5 separate regions of the Mus musculus genome follow, and all the other regions are linked to region 1. Evidence: chromatin contacts called from public capture Hi-C, promoter capture Hi-C and targeted proximity ligation data. All regions are on one chromosome and are shown on one strand. The core of a region is the stretch at or near the end of the contact, and the rest is flanking DNA. Distances in the headings are between cores, read along the strand shown. Region 1 holds the start of Ms4a4a (membrane-spanning 4-domains, subfamily A, member 4A). Region 2 holds the start of Ms4a6d (membrane-spanning 4-domains, subfamily A, member 6D). Region 3 holds the start of Ms4a19 (membrane-spanning 4-domains, subfamily A, member 19). Region 4 overlaps Ms4a4d (membrane-spanning 4-domains, subfamily A, member 4D). Region 5 holds the start of Ms4a6b (membrane-spanning 4-domains, subfamily A, member 6B).

Region 1 (2,795 bases), core at 113-2,612:
CTCTCTTACATCTGGTTAATTAGTCCATCAAGTCTCCTTTTGTATGTCATCACTTCTGGAAAGTCTTCTCTTTATTTCCAAGGCTGGGGTCAATGGGGTTCGATGATGACTGACTTAGTTTGTTATATGTTACCTTGCAGGGCACTGGTTAGCCAGGATTTTAGCATGTTTATTTGTGTGTTGACTCGTCTGAATTACCCAGACAGACACAGAACCAGAGTCTATTTATATTTTCTATACCATCTTATCTATGGCACATTGCTGGATATATGGACATTTTTCTTTAAGAAATTATTGAATGACTAAAAATTACCAACCACTTTCCTTTCCTCTTTTCTGTTGTTGGATGTATCTGTCCTTTGAGATCCTCAGCAAGTTGAAGTTTTGATCTTCAGTGGGGAAATGTGAAGGCAGGTAGAAGCTTTAAGATGTGTTGCCTAGAGATGAGACAACGTGTCTTTATCTTTTCACCTTTCCATCTGATCTCATCTCTTAGCCAGCTTCCCACCATTTTCCTATCTTTCATGGTGTGTTGAGCCCAGAGATCCCTAACTAAGACCAGCAAGGCCATGCTTTTGAGATTCTAAAACTGTGAGTGAAGTGTGTATTTTTATATATAAATTATACAACACCAGATATTACTTTACAGAATTGGAAAATAGACTAATGCTTACATTAATCTTAAGATTATTTTATTTTATCAACGAACAATCAATCCTATATTCTGGAAGATGACAAGATCATGTAGGCAATGATTGAAATAGATTTGTCTTTAATGTGTCTTTGGCTTAGAAATGGGTTATTTACTTTAAAATTGCAAAGCACTATTTACTTCTTTGTAACCAATGTGCTGCCACCTGATGGACCTTCGTAGTAAACCCCAAATGGTAGCACTTCATAAAAACCACACACGAAAAGCATGCATTGAAAGTTTTCTAGGAAAAGAAATGTATCAAGAAAATGTATGAAATTGTTATAAACAGGCATTTGCTAGTTTTGACTGTTTTGAGAGAGGTTCTCCTTATGTAGCTCAGGCTGGCTATAAGTCACAATTCTCCTGCCTCAGACTCCTGGATAAAGGGAAATGGGATTCCAAGAATAAATCACCAACAAATGGGATTTTCCCGGCGATTGAAGGGCCATGATATTGACTTTGGTCTGCTGAGTATGGACTTACACTGATATGCTCAGTAAAACCTGTGCTGCTGCTTTTTTGTAAGAGAGATTGTGACAGCCACTGTTTTTCTAGTGGATTTTAAAGAAGCCACATGTACACAACTAGGATGCAGAGTCAGGGGATACTTCAGCTAATAAAAAGGGAACTAGCTGTGTTTTTTGAGATCCTCAGCAGTAACCTTTAGGATTTAGAAAACATACTAGACTTCAGCTTTAGTCACACATGAGCTGTGACGGGCAAGTCATTGCATCTGAACAAAGAGCCCGAGGCACATTCCTAGAGACAGCTCCTCATCTGACACATAACAGGCTGTCCAGTTGAGAAGGAAGGTAGGTGCTGACTTACCTTTCCTAGGCTTTTGTGATGATGGTTTTTCATCTCTTGTTCTAGGAAAACTGGGAGTAGAATAAGGGGGGAAAAAGGCCTTGTTCTCTGGTACAAGCCACCATTCTGAATGTGAAGAAGGGTGTAAAGAGTTCACATGTACTTTGGGGTCTTTTGAGGAGCAATCTGTGCTGCAACCCTGGGAGGCAAGAAAAAAAAAAAAGGTCTGGTAAGAGCCAAAAGAAGGGTCTAAATAAGATTTTAGTTGTTTTTGCTTTTCAAAATGGAACCAGTATCTCCACCTTTGATCATTTCTGAATGTCTTTTCTTCTATTGTATTTGTTCTCATCTAATACTATTATTTTTAATAGTTAATAAACACCTGCCACATGCAGAACGTGGTAGAGACTATATAAGGCAAGCTCAACACACCAGTTTAACATACTTAGTCTGATCCTGAGAAAGACTGTGATCTAACCAGGTCCCCACTAATCTTTGGCACCATTCATGGGACTCTTAGAGCATAAACTTAAGCTCCTTTTTAGAAAATCTGTTAATAGAAGAGGCTTGAAGATTCTTAGTTATGGCCATTATGTAAAGGGCAGAGAAAACTGTGTGAGTCTTTCTTCAGATGAAATGGAACATACACAAAAGAGGGAAATCACTAGAAACTTGAATGTTAAGAAAGAGCTTGAAATGCAAGACACACTTATTTCTTAGTGCAAATTTTTTCCATCATTTTTTTCATACTAGTCTTCATTTTCTAAATCTTCTGAATGTATGTCTGGAAAAATAAGGACAAAAGTAATTGCAGTAAACAAATAAACCAAAGTACACATTAAATCTGACTGGAAAGAAACATCTGTCAATTTCCCAACATCTTTGTCCTCTATTGCTCGTGAGGGAAGTCACAAAGAATTGTTCAACACTTCCTTACCATTGTTGGTTAAGTAACTCATATGTGGTAGGGAGATGCATGTGAAGGAAGGCAGAACACATGTGATACTATCAGTTCCCAAGAAGAAATGAGAGTAGACTTTTTGTTGTGATGGCAGAGCAGAAAGGGATGTGGTCAAGATTTTCTGCAATGTAGCTGAATGTGTCTAGAATGCCAGAGCAGGAATAAAATCGATGATGTCTGAAAGCTGAAATATATTCAATGTATTTGATACTCCCAAAACAAAACGGGGCAAAAATAAAAATAATATTAGAAATATAGGTTGGGGTTGAAATATGGACTTCTCTTAATAGGAAATTAAAACTGTTTTATATTTTTAAATGACCACCATAGATA
Region 2 (2,795 bases), core at 197-2,696, 230 kb after region 1:
TCCCACTCTCAAATCTGTAGGTGAGTACCTTACTGCATTCTTGACTTATCCTCCAAGGGAAGAAACTAGAAGACTAAAGAAAATGTAAAATCCCAAACCTTAGATTCAGAAGGATTTTTTTTTTCTGCTTGAGATAGAGGGTTGTTTTTAGACAATGAATATATACATAACATGACAACTCCCACTGATCCCAGTGAACAGAGCCAAATGTTTACATAAAACTTGTAGATTGGAACTGTTGAAATGACTCAGCAAATAAAGGCATTTGACTTCAAGCCTGAAGGTCTGAGTTCGATCTGCTGGACCCATGTAGCAGGAGAGATTCATTGCAAGCTGTCTGTGACCTGCAGATTTGCCTTAACACACATTCACCTGCATGCATACACACATATACACACAAAGAGCTATAATAAAAAGACTTTCAAAATGTAGCATTAATTTCCTAGTTGCTATCATGTTTGAGTGCACTGTCCCTTATTCTGATGAGTTTTATCCTCAGGTTGTTCTACCAGTCTTGAGATATAATTAAAATTTGATCTTCAATCTTTTCCAATTTATGCTACTACTCAAACTACTGAGAGCTATTTGTTCATTGTTTGTCTCATAGTGTTATTTCCAGCATATTTCATCATAGTTTAGAACCCTCACAGTAATTCTATTTGTTAGTAATGTCATAATCAAAAAAGAATTTCAGAGGTAAATTTTGATTCATGTGTGAAAATAACACATGATTTTATAATGACATAGGCTTGATGCTAAATAGATATTTAAAGTTTTTGTTATTAACCAGTTGCCTACACACAGTTGGGTGCTGGATCCCAGCTGTCTCTGTCTCTGGTTCCTCACCCTATTTTCCCACCTGCCTGCGGCAGCCTGTGTCTAAGTCTCCTCAGTGTGGAGAAGCACCTGAATGCAGAGTGAGAAGCCCTGGAGTTGTAACCTGAGGTTCAAGATTAGAACTGTGCCCTTGTTAGGAAGAACCAAGTTGCCTGTGGAATTGGTTTCTGAGCTCAGTTTGCCTCTCTTTTCTGTTCCACTCTCAGACCTTAGACTGCCTAATTAGTGAATGGCTTAAAAGCCTTTGCAGGTACAAGAGCTCTGCTTTTGTTAATTACATGACCTTAGGACAGTGACCACCAAGATCATGGAACTAAAACCAGCCAGGACCGATATAAACCCAATACCCATTCCGTTTGCCCATTTAGTTCTGAAGTGTCCCAGTGTCTCTATTGCTTCCATAAGCACCAGCAATCTCTTACAGTGCAGTCCCAGAAATAGAGTGCTGTACAAAGGAATTTCTCTTCAGGGTTGCCTACCTGAGCCTGTGCGCCTTGTCACCCAGTCACTTCCAGCTGAGCTCTCAGAAACCCCAAGAGCTTTAACTATGGGTTTTCTCAGTCTGATCCTTGGTTCCTTCTTGTGAAGTTCTAACTGTCCCAGCCCTTCCTTCTTCTGTGCTCACTGCACAGGAAGTGGCGCTTACAGTCTGGACATGTGAATGTGCCTTTACTTCCTTTTTCATAGACTTCCAGTAACCAGGAAAATGACTAATTGGACCAGTTCTGGGAGACTTGTAGGTTACTTTTCCTTCCCATAAAATATCATCATGACAGCACTGACATTTTTATCACTGGTTTGAATTTTGTGTCTCTCTAATTATCCTAGATCTAGAATACACATTCAGTGGCAGAGCTGAACCTGCTGAGCATCTCAGAGACCCTAATTTCTGATCTGATCCTCAGTGTGCATTATGCTTACGTGTCTATTGGGTGCCAATGGACAGAGTGAACCAAGTTGTTATGAAAACTGACAAAGGTGTTCTTCTTCCGAGCTGGTTTGCGTCTGCGAAGGATAGCATTGCCTTCAGATCCTGACTTAGTGTCAGTGGAGTTCTGCACATTCCATCTTGGCCCACAATGATATGAGTATCACAAAACCAAGCAAAAACTTCCGTTCTTCCCAAACTTATGAGTCATGAAAGTTGTGGCAGAGATGGAACAAGGAAGATGAACAGAGTTAGACGTCATATTCCCCAAGGCCAGTGATCTTGTGGTGTTAAGTAGAATGTCAGTCAGAGTAGCTTTTCTCAGCTCTGTAACTACTCCATGCTAGAGGGATCATGCATGGGGTTAAAAACTAAAATCTACAGGTAAATAAATAATATGCTACATTTATAAAGGCTTTAATCAATGAACTTAACAAAATATTTAATGATTTCTGCAAAGCTCAAAAATCTAGATCACTATTAGAATACAACTAAGTTTTTCTTTGGTAGTTAGACAGTTACCAGGAAACACTTCCAATCAAAAAAGGGGGGGCAAAAATAGACATGAATACCCAATGGTCTCATGGGCACTGTTTTTTTTTCTTTTATTGATTCTTTGCAAATTTCACATCATGTACCACAGCCCCACTTACCTCCCCCTCCTCTGGTACCTGTCCTCCACCCTTGCCATCTCCCCCCAGCAAAGAAAAAAAAATCTCATTGTGGAAGCTGTAGTGTGTCACAGTGTATCCCACAGTATTCCCTTTTGTCTAAATTTATTTGCTTGAAAATATCTGTTGCAATGATTCTTGGTCTGGTATGAGACCTCTGACTTCTGCTATTCTATCAATACTGAAACCTCACTGGGACTCCTCTCAGATATCCTGTTGCCCTGTGTCATGGAGATCTTATAGCTTTGGATCTATAGGACCACTCCCTTCATACACTCCAGCTGTTCATCGATGAGGTAGATATTGGGGTGGGTCAATTCAAAGCCCTGAACCTGGGCCTGAGAAGTTTATGAGCTTGT
Region 3 (2,795 bases), core at 168-2,667, 210 kb before region 1:
AAGGATCTGTGTCACATGCTTATGTTAGATGCAGAGGAGGCTGGAAAATAGAAATAGTATTCTAGAGTATAGGCAGGTTTCTTAAGTTAGTGAACAAGATAACCAGAGGGGATGTTCAGTAGGCAAGACAAGGATAACTCGTCATTTCTAGCATGGGCAGGGAGGGTGATGGTTCCTAGTTTGTATGAATCATAACTCCCCCCTCAGCCTCTATATTTAATGCTCATGAAAACTCTTCTTTATTCTAGCTGGTCTGAACAAAGGTGGATATCGAAACCATTTGGTGAGGCTGCAGAAGATGTAAAAGCAAGAAGCCAGGACATTATTAGATTCTATCTGTTCTAATGTACAGAACCGTAGAGCATGAAACTTTGCATGTGTGGGAAGAAGGGCACCCGGAGAAAATCAGAGACAGACGAAAAAACAGAACTTATCATCTTCTGACCACTTTCAACTTCTTAGTTCCATTTTCTTGGAAGCCTGGCTGCCTATACATCATGTAAACACTTATATATTATATTATATACATTAATTTTACTAAAACAAATAAGAGATAATTTATGTTTTTTCAGTCCAAGGTTAATACATTTGCTTTGAGTGGCTTTCTAGTTAGATTTGGCTTTGATAATCTCTACCTCCATTCCCAAGAAACAGCTCCCCAACCCCACCCAGCCTCTAAAGTCTCACTAATCTTTTCTGGTTCCCTTCAATCACTATATGTAGTTGTATGGGAATGTCAGGGCCAAGAAGCAGGAGTGGGTGGGTAGGGAAGCAGGGCGTGGGGGGAGGGTATAGGAAACTTTCGGGATAGCATTTGAAATGTATATAAAGAAAATATCTAATAAATAAAAAAAGAAAAAAATTCAAGGCATTGTCTTTAGATCTTTCAAAACAAACTTTTCCTTTTCCTCATATAAGTCACGGACTTTGAAGGTTTCAGTTGCCACGATAATGGCCCATTGATATTTGACAAGGAGAAAATACACTAAGGCACAGAGGAAAGCATTTTAGAAGATTCTTGAATTAAAAATTGCCCATTATGACAATTAAAAACTTACCCGTTATGCGATGACTTACAAAAAAATGTAATAAACTTCAAAGGCTCTTCTAAGTGACAAGAATCACCTGGAGGGTTGTACTGGGGAGAAAAAAGAAGCCAGGATACAATTGAAGCTCTCCAGGAAGCAGTGTCCAATGCCTGTCCTTAATGTGGTCTGTTCAAGGGTCATGGATCCATACTCTGTCACAACCCCAAGGTTAGAATAGGATAATCCTGAAAGGGTTGCTTTTAGGTCCAGATCTTTCTGCCCTGGCTTTCCTGCAGGCAGGCATCTGCCACCTTCATGTGCCCCTCATTACCTCTTGCGGATCCAGCGCAGCTGCGGTTGTGTCTCAGAGCAACCGTGGTGAAGGGTGCCACGTGAGGAGGGCCACGCAGAAGTTAGTTCCACTGGCCCTTGAAGGTTCCATCCAGCCTTCATGCCCGCGAGAGGTAGATGCGGTTAGGGTTTGGGGCCAGCAGGAGGAGCTCTAGTGCGGACATCCTTTACTGACCAGTGTTGGGCATACTCTAGCTATTAATCTGCAGTCCTTGAGCCCAGCTATGGCTGATTCCCTGCTCCATAGACTTCCCCACCAAGCAAATACTACCAACTGTTTTCCAGTAGAAGAAGCAAGTCTTTCTATTGTGAGTCTCCTCAAAAATCAAAGTTCTAAACTCTAGAAGGAAGGATGTTGTTGGAACCCTGGATCTGGTGGTGTTTGGGCAAGATGTATCTTCTGTTCCTCTCTCTGCAAAATCGAGGTCACACTTGCTCTGTGGACTTTCCATTTTCAGAAATTAGATTGCACAAGTCCGTCATCCACTCTGGGACAAGAAACTCTAAACATAGTGGGCAGTATGCCAAAAGAAGAGATGGAGGCTGGAGGTGGACTTGAGAAGGGACCCAGAGGAAGATGAGAGGAGTTGTGGGGGTGAAAGACAATTAAAATTCATTATATAAATGCATGGAACTGTCAAACAACCAATCAACAAATAAATTAACCCCGACAAAAGGCTACTGCTCTATGTAATCTAGTCCTAAATGGTAGGTATTAAAGAACCCAAATTTGACAGTCATGTCTATGAGGCTGAGAGTCATTTATGATATGACTAAACAGGTAAACACTAAACCCAGTAAAGTGTAAGGGTGCTATATCGGGCACCTGGAAGAAGTGAATAAATTAACAGAAGGTCATTTGGTCTAACTTACTCAGATTACATTGAGTCTCAAAAGCAATGGTGACTTGGTTAGCTGCTAACTAAAGGAGTGTTCCTCACAGGCAATTTGTTGAGGCTTCCAGTACCAGGTATTCCATGTATTATGTAATTTATTGAACATATAATTCTCTAGGAATTAGAATGCTCCAATATTTATATATCCTGTTGAGGATAAATATGAATGACATTGTTTATGTATTAGTAGTAAGGAATGGAAAAAATATAGAATATCCTTTACCTTAGAGTTTACCTTGTGGGAAAGGTGGGGTGAGAGATGATCCATTTTAGTATTAGGTGGTCAGACAATAAAAATCGAATGCAGCTTAGGTGGTAAGGAGCAGACAGAAAGGTAAGGATGCCCTTGCAGAGCCCTGAGCTCTAGGAAAAAATGGAAAACGATGCCTAAATCTCTCAAGGGTTATGCATTTGGTTGCTGGCTTTTTGCAATGTGAAGGTGAGTGCTATCACTGAAAAGAAGTGGCCTCAGAGGACAGATGGAAGTCAGACTCGACCTAGAGTAGAGTCAAAGGGAAAA
Region 4 (2,795 bases), core at 200-2,699, 180 kb after region 1:
CATTTTGATTCATTCCACAGGTTCTTGTAGTGCTACCATCAAATTCTGCTGTGACAGTGACAGCACCCCCCATGATACTTCAACCATTGCCACCATCAGAATGCCAAGGGAAAAATGTTCCAGAAAATCTATACAGGAACCAACCAGGAGAAATAGTCTAATTTTGATGTACGTGTTTTCATGTGTGAGAGTGTGTGTGTGCACATGTGTATGCATTTGGCTTTTTGTACGAATATAAGACATGCTCTAAATAAGTAAGTCAAGCATTTATTAAGTCAATAACACTTTAAAATCTTCTATTCATTGTATGTACAAGAAGAATTTAATTGGCAAAAAAAATTTTAATGTAAACTGATAAAAACCTTGGTTTAGTGAGGTGAAGTCTCCAAAGAGTGAAGAATGGAGTTCATGGGTTTTTTTTGGGGGGGGGTTGCTAAATAAATAAATTTGGCTGCTCACGATCATATACAGACACATAAACTATGTAAGACAGCAGGTGTATTACCTTACTAATAATAGCAACCAATTTTAATCCTACATGAATGTTCATCTTAATAGTATATGCCTTAATTGTTATGGTGAAAAGTTACAATAAACAAAAGTGATTGAAATCAGAGCACTTGAACCTTAAATACACACACATGCATGAACACACAAACACACACATATATGCATCTATATACATTGTATATTTATATAAGTATAGTGCATCTCACTGTACATATATAGTATATATTTTGTGTGGATATAGAGAGTATACATACACATATGTGTATATATTACATATGACCTAAAAAGTTACTTATTATTGAGGATTGAAGCTCACATATTTAAACACTTGGTTCCAAGTAGAGCCATTCTTTTTAGAGATTGCTGAATCTTTCAGATATGAGGCCTAACTTGTGAAACTAAGTCACTAAAGGTTGCCGTTGAAGGTTTCACTGTCTTCCAGTTGAATGTTCACTTTATCTTTCTGGTTAAAGGCAAAGTCCAAAGACTGCTTTTAAGCTAAATTTCCCAAAAAGAAATAAGATTGTCAGTACATTCTTAGATAAATTGATTCTAAGTATGTGTCAATGTTTATTATTCATTATAGAATAAGTCTAGATCCTGCATTAATTTGGCATAGCATGATTTAAATTATTTGCATATTTCCAAGCATCCAGGGTACATCTGCAGGTATTGATGTGTTCCAGGAGCCAAACTTAGGCCCGATGCTATTTACTAATTATCTTAAATTAACTTTTAATATAGCTATATCAAGACAGTTCTCAGAAAGAAAACATTAAAAAAAAATACCAAATGGGATTGGAGAGACGGCTTAGTAGTTCAGAGTACTTGTTGCTCTTGGAAAGGACCTGGTTTAAGTTCCCAGAACCCACATTGTGACTCACAACAATCTTAACCCAGGTTCCAGGGGATCCAATGCCCTCTGCTGACTTTCACAGACACATGCCCACAAATTATGCACATACACACATTGTACAAAAAAAACACATAAAATGCAAAAAGTACGGGGTGGGGGGACATTAAAAATATTACATAAGACAAGAACTACAAAGTAATTAATTCAAGACCAAAAAGATAATGATTGATCTGAAGCTGTTTCAAATAAAACAAAATCCACACCAAACCAAACCAAACAAACATTTTCCTCATTAATGTTCCTCAGATACCCACCCATAAAGTCAGACCAGCCCACAGCAGTGCTTCTTGTTGGCAATGGGTCACACTCACAAAGATTTCATTGATTCTCTCAGTTCTCAGTTTCCTTCCATGCAGCTCTTTCTCTGTTCTTTGTGTGCTGTTGCTTCCTTGTTCTCATCACAGGAAGTGAGTTCTCAGCTAGGGATGGGATGTCCCAGTCAGTTATGAAAGTGCTTATGCTAAGCTCTCAACCCTTTGTTCTCTGAATCTGGTCACAGCACACAGCAGTGGCCAGGCTGTATTCTCAGCTGCATCTTTCCTATTGCCCAATAAGCCACAGACATTATGAGCAAGGCTGATGGTATTATGAAATACTGCATTTTTCCCTCTCCATTTGAAGCATTTGGGGTTTTTTTAACTTCTCCCCTTATCAAGAGAATAGAATAGTAGAAAAGGTGAGAAGAGGAAGGGAAGCATTATTTTTCCCACAGCAGCAAGGTTGCATTTCCTAAAACTGTAAATAATTTATTCAATTTTCTTATCCTGTCTGCACTCTTCCTCTGAAAGCACTTAAGGAAAATAAAATTCTGACCTTCTCTCTAGAGGACAAGATGCTTAGCCCATAGTGAGGCAGTCTAAAAGACTGTTTTCTGTCTCATGTAACACAGAAAGATGACAGGAGATATTACAGCTTTAATGTCCTGATGGAGTCAGCTGTGTCCCTACAGAGGTGCCTGTGGTTCTACAGTGGACAGGAATCACTGTGGATGCTGAGTTCTAGAGGATAAAGAGTGGGCTGGCTTAACTGGGAAATTTTACACACAAGCCAGAGAGAATATATCTCAAAATAATGTTTCTGAGCAGTTCCAGAATCTACTCCTATTTTCTTGTTTTGTGTCACAATCTTATAGTCATCCTTTTTGGAAAGTCATGTAAATAGAAGTGGGCTTTTATTGAATGTTTACAACCACACACAAAAAAAAAACTGAAACAAAAGAAAAAGGAGGAAGTATGTTAAGAATTAAACCAAACTTAGATAATTCAGTAGTATTTGTCTCATTTCTTTTTAGACTCCTCAAGAGCTATAGTTGTAGTTGTACATTATATACAGCCATCATATTCACATATTCAGCTATCTATCTATCCTA
Region 5 (2,795 bases), core at 121-2,620, 140 kb after region 1:
AAAAAAAAAGCCAGGTGTGCTTTGTAAAGGACCTCAATGTAACATTACATTGTTGTGAGCTTGGGCCTGAGTTCATTGCTATCTGAAAACCTTTTGTTCCAAAATTGTGCTGTGCTTCACTATGGCTAAAGTAAAACAATCTAGGCTAGACCAGCACCAGTTACAACAAAATGGGGCTGAGCTGAGTTTTATTCATCTCTTCCTAAATTGTTTTGTTGTTGCTGTTGTTGTTTTGTTTTTCCTGCCTGCTGTGAAACCTGCAGGGAATTACCACACCACAACCCTCTGATGTGACAGTGGCTCACACTGTCTCCCTAGGTTCTTTTTGGCTGACTCCAAGGAAAGAAGGAAGGAAGTTGTCAGCGTGTAGCTGTCCAGTTGCTGCAGCTGGCTCTAGTTCCCCTGTGAAGTTAATTATGTCAAAGTCAGCTTCTGAATTGTGCCTACCCAAGGGCCTGAAAGCCACAGGGACACATGTCTTCATGACTGTGTCTGGAGTGCAGGATTGTTGAAGTCATTCCTGGTGTGTTGAAACTTCTCTGCTTGCTCCTCTCCTGATCTATTACTTTTCTAGAAGTGTCCAGTAACTCCCTGGACACATCTCCTGTTAGAGAAGTCCAGTGGTCTAGAAGAAGGTTAGAAGAGATGAGGAAGGCTCTAAAGGGAGTATCAATTAACCAGCGAGTGCTGAAATCCTGTGTGCAGGGGTTTTTTTCCCCAGAGGCTGAAGAGTTACTGGGGGAAAAAGTATGAATAACAAAGTACCAAAAATACTGTAAAATGATCAATTGTTACAATTGATTATACATTACAGTGTGCTCAGTAATGTATTAGCCTATAATAAAGTAATATATCAAAATCCAAGGTCATGATTACTATTATCATACTTTACTCTGCATTGTGAAATGTTTTATTCATCAATACTACTATGACTTGCAATATCATTAGTAATCAAGAAAGTTCATTAAATAGTAGTTAGAAGGAAGACAGGTCTTTAAGAAAAACTTTCATCTTTTTTCCCTTTTTTGATTAGATATTTTCTTTATTTGTTTTTCAAATGTTATCCCCTTTCCTAGTTTCCCCTCCAAAAACTTTCTCTCATCTTAATAGGTTTTCCCAGCATGTTGCTGTTCTTTGTTTAACTCATAAACAACTAAAGTTCAAGAAAGTGAACTTGGGCATTGCATGCAGCTAGTGGGTGTTGCAACTCACTACCTCACCCCTCACTCTATCAAAACTGGTTCAATTAGTAATTTTTCTGAAGTTACTGGGACTTTCTGATATAGGAAGTACAGGCACAATAACAGTCCTCAACCTGTTAAGCACCACTTCCTGTGCAGTGAACACAGAAGAAGGAAGGGCTGGAGACAGTTACAAGTTCACAAGAAGGAACCAAGGATCAGCCTGAGAGAACCCAGAGTTAAGGCTCTTCGGGTTCCTGAGAGCTCGGCTGGAAGTGACTGGGTGACAAGGCACACAGGCTCAGGTAGGCAACCCTGAAGGGACTTCCCTCTGTGTAGCACTCTGTTTCTGGGACTGAGTTACAAGAACTTGCTGATGCTCATGAAAGCAATGGAGACACGGGGGCTCTTTAGAATTAAATGGGCAAAGGCACAGGGCATCTGGCTTACCTCTGTCCTGGCCATTTTAGCTGCATAATCTTGGTGATCACTGACATAAGGAGCAGAACTCTCAGGTCATTCACTGATTAGGCAGCCTAAGGGCTGAGAATAGCACAGAGAACAGAAGGGAGCCAAGATGAGCTCAGAAACCGATTCCCCAGGGAACATGGTCCTTCCACCTAACAAGGGCATGATTGTCAGTATCATGACAAAACTTGAAAAAAGCTTAGGACTCCAGGACTTCTCATATGGGTGCATTCAGCTGCTTCTTCACACTGAAGAGACTTAAACACAGGCTGCCCCTGGCAGGTGGGAAAATAAGGAGAGAACCAGAGTCAGAGACAGCTGTGCCGCCACACACAACTGTGTGTAGGCAACTGGTCAGTAATGAGAACTTTGCCTGTTTATTTAGCATTTATTTGATGTTGCTGTGCAAAGCATCATTACTTCCTCATATACATCAAAGTTTTGATTCTGAATTTGTTACTGATTGTGATTTTATTAATTAATGTAAAGGATTGTTTTCAAGAATAAAAACACTAGATTATGTCTACTAAAATATGATAAAATGTGAGGTGCTAATCCTAAAATTGGCACTATTAGACACACGAAACAGATGCATAGGGTTGCACGTTTTGAGTGGTACATAGCATGGATTGGAAAGCACTGAAGGCTGACTTTAGTACCTCATGGATAGCAAAGCAGCCGGACAGTGCAAGTCATTGAATAAAGACAATGCACTTGTTCTAGGTGAAATTGGGAAAGAGCCAGAGCTACATCTGACAAATTTTGTGTAAACATTTGGGCATAGAAACAGAAACCTGTGGGGATCCAGGATTTCCCTTCCTATGAGGTGTTTATTATCTAAAATCATTGTGGTGTGTTTAACATTTTGAAAAAAATAACTCCTAAATCTGAGATGTGATGGTTTTACATTTCTCTGTACCAGCAGTTTCTTCTGCCAAAGGACAGGTCAAGGATGCCCAAAGGTGCACAGTCTGGGAGGTGGGGGCAGAACTGGGAAGCATGGTTTGTTTTGTTTGTTGTTATTTTATGTTCAAAGCCAAGGCACTTAATGACTTACTGAAAATTCATGTGCTGTGTACTCTGATCATGCTTTTCCTTCCCATTTCTTTTCCTAGATCCTCTCAAACTATCCAACACTATCCAACT

What was found. Capture Hi-C pulls out chosen DNA fragments and counts their contacts.
Region 2: a contact with region 1 is called in a promoter capture Hi-C map of liver. A contact is called at or near these places in 6 of 39 promoter capture datasets (Sertoli cells, cancer-associated fibroblasts, liver and 3 more), 69 of 484 Hi-C or Micro-C datasets (B cells, the BV-2 cell line, CD4 T cells and 45 more), 19 of 130 datasets of targeted methods (CD8 T cells, Th17 cells, acute myeloid leukemia and 12 more) and 5 of 9 other capture datasets (adipose tissue, bone marrow-derived macrophages, embryonic stem cells and 2 more).
Region 3: a capture Hi-C map of macrophages shows a contact between it and region 1, with 2.4 times the contacts expected there. A contact is called at or near these places in 4 of 39 promoter capture datasets (the C10 cell line, the SN4741 cell line and embryonic stem cells) and 3 of 9 other capture datasets (adipose tissue, macrophages and pancreatic islet).
Region 4: a contact with region 1 is called in a targeted proximity ligation map of bone marrow-derived macrophages, with 7 times the contacts expected there. A contact is called at or near these places in 1 of 39 promoter capture datasets (embryonic stem cells), 1 of 484 Hi-C or Micro-C datasets (bone marrow-derived macrophages), 7 of 130 datasets of targeted methods (CD8 T cells, the SCID.adh cell line, bone marrow-derived macrophages and 3 more) and 4 of 9 other capture datasets (adipose tissue, bone marrow-derived macrophages, liver and 1 more).
Region 5: a promoter capture Hi-C map of liver shows a contact between it and region 1. A contact is called at or near these places in 2 of 39 promoter capture datasets (frontonasal cranial neural crest and macrophages), 16 of 484 Hi-C or Micro-C datasets (CD4 T cells, CD8 T cells, the G1E-ER4 cell line and 7 more), 10 of 130 datasets of targeted methods (CD8 T cells, the SCID.adh cell line, T-cell acute lymphoblastic leukemia and 5 more) and 5 of 9 other capture datasets (adipose tissue, bone marrow-derived macrophages, liver and 2 more).

The regions. Positions count from the first base shown.
Region 1 is chr19:11,374,126-11,376,920 of GRCm38.p6, forward strand. Ms4a4a (membrane-spanning 4-domains, subfamily A, member 4A) reads left to right here and starts at 1,363. Exons shown (of 7, transcript NM_001310331.1): 1 at 1,363-1,506.
Region 2 is chr19:11,603,358-11,606,152 of GRCm38.p6, forward strand. It overlaps Ms4a6d (membrane-spanning 4-domains, subfamily A, member 6D), which reads right to left and starts at 1,447. Exons shown (of 7, transcript NM_026835.2): 1 at 1,317-1,447.
Region 3 is chr19:11,163,913-11,166,707 of GRCm38.p6, forward strand. Ms4a19 (membrane-spanning 4-domains, subfamily A, member 19) reads right to left here and starts at 1,418. Exons shown (of 8, transcript NM_001370777.1): 1 at 1,360-1,418; 2 at 1,078-1,138.
Region 4 is chr19:11,557,857-11,560,651 of GRCm38.p6, forward strand. Ms4a4d (membrane-spanning 4-domains, subfamily A, member 4D) reads left to right here. Exons shown (of 7, transcript NM_025658.5): 7 at 21-610. The coding sequence ends at 161. Among named protein-coding and RNA genes, the nearest start is that of Ms4a4d, 22 kb to the left of the region's middle.
Region 5 is chr19:11,517,189-11,519,983 of GRCm38.p6, forward strand. Ms4a6b (membrane-spanning 4-domains, subfamily A, member 6B) reads left to right here and starts at 1,371. Exons shown (of 7, transcript NM_027209.3): 1 at 1,371-1,486.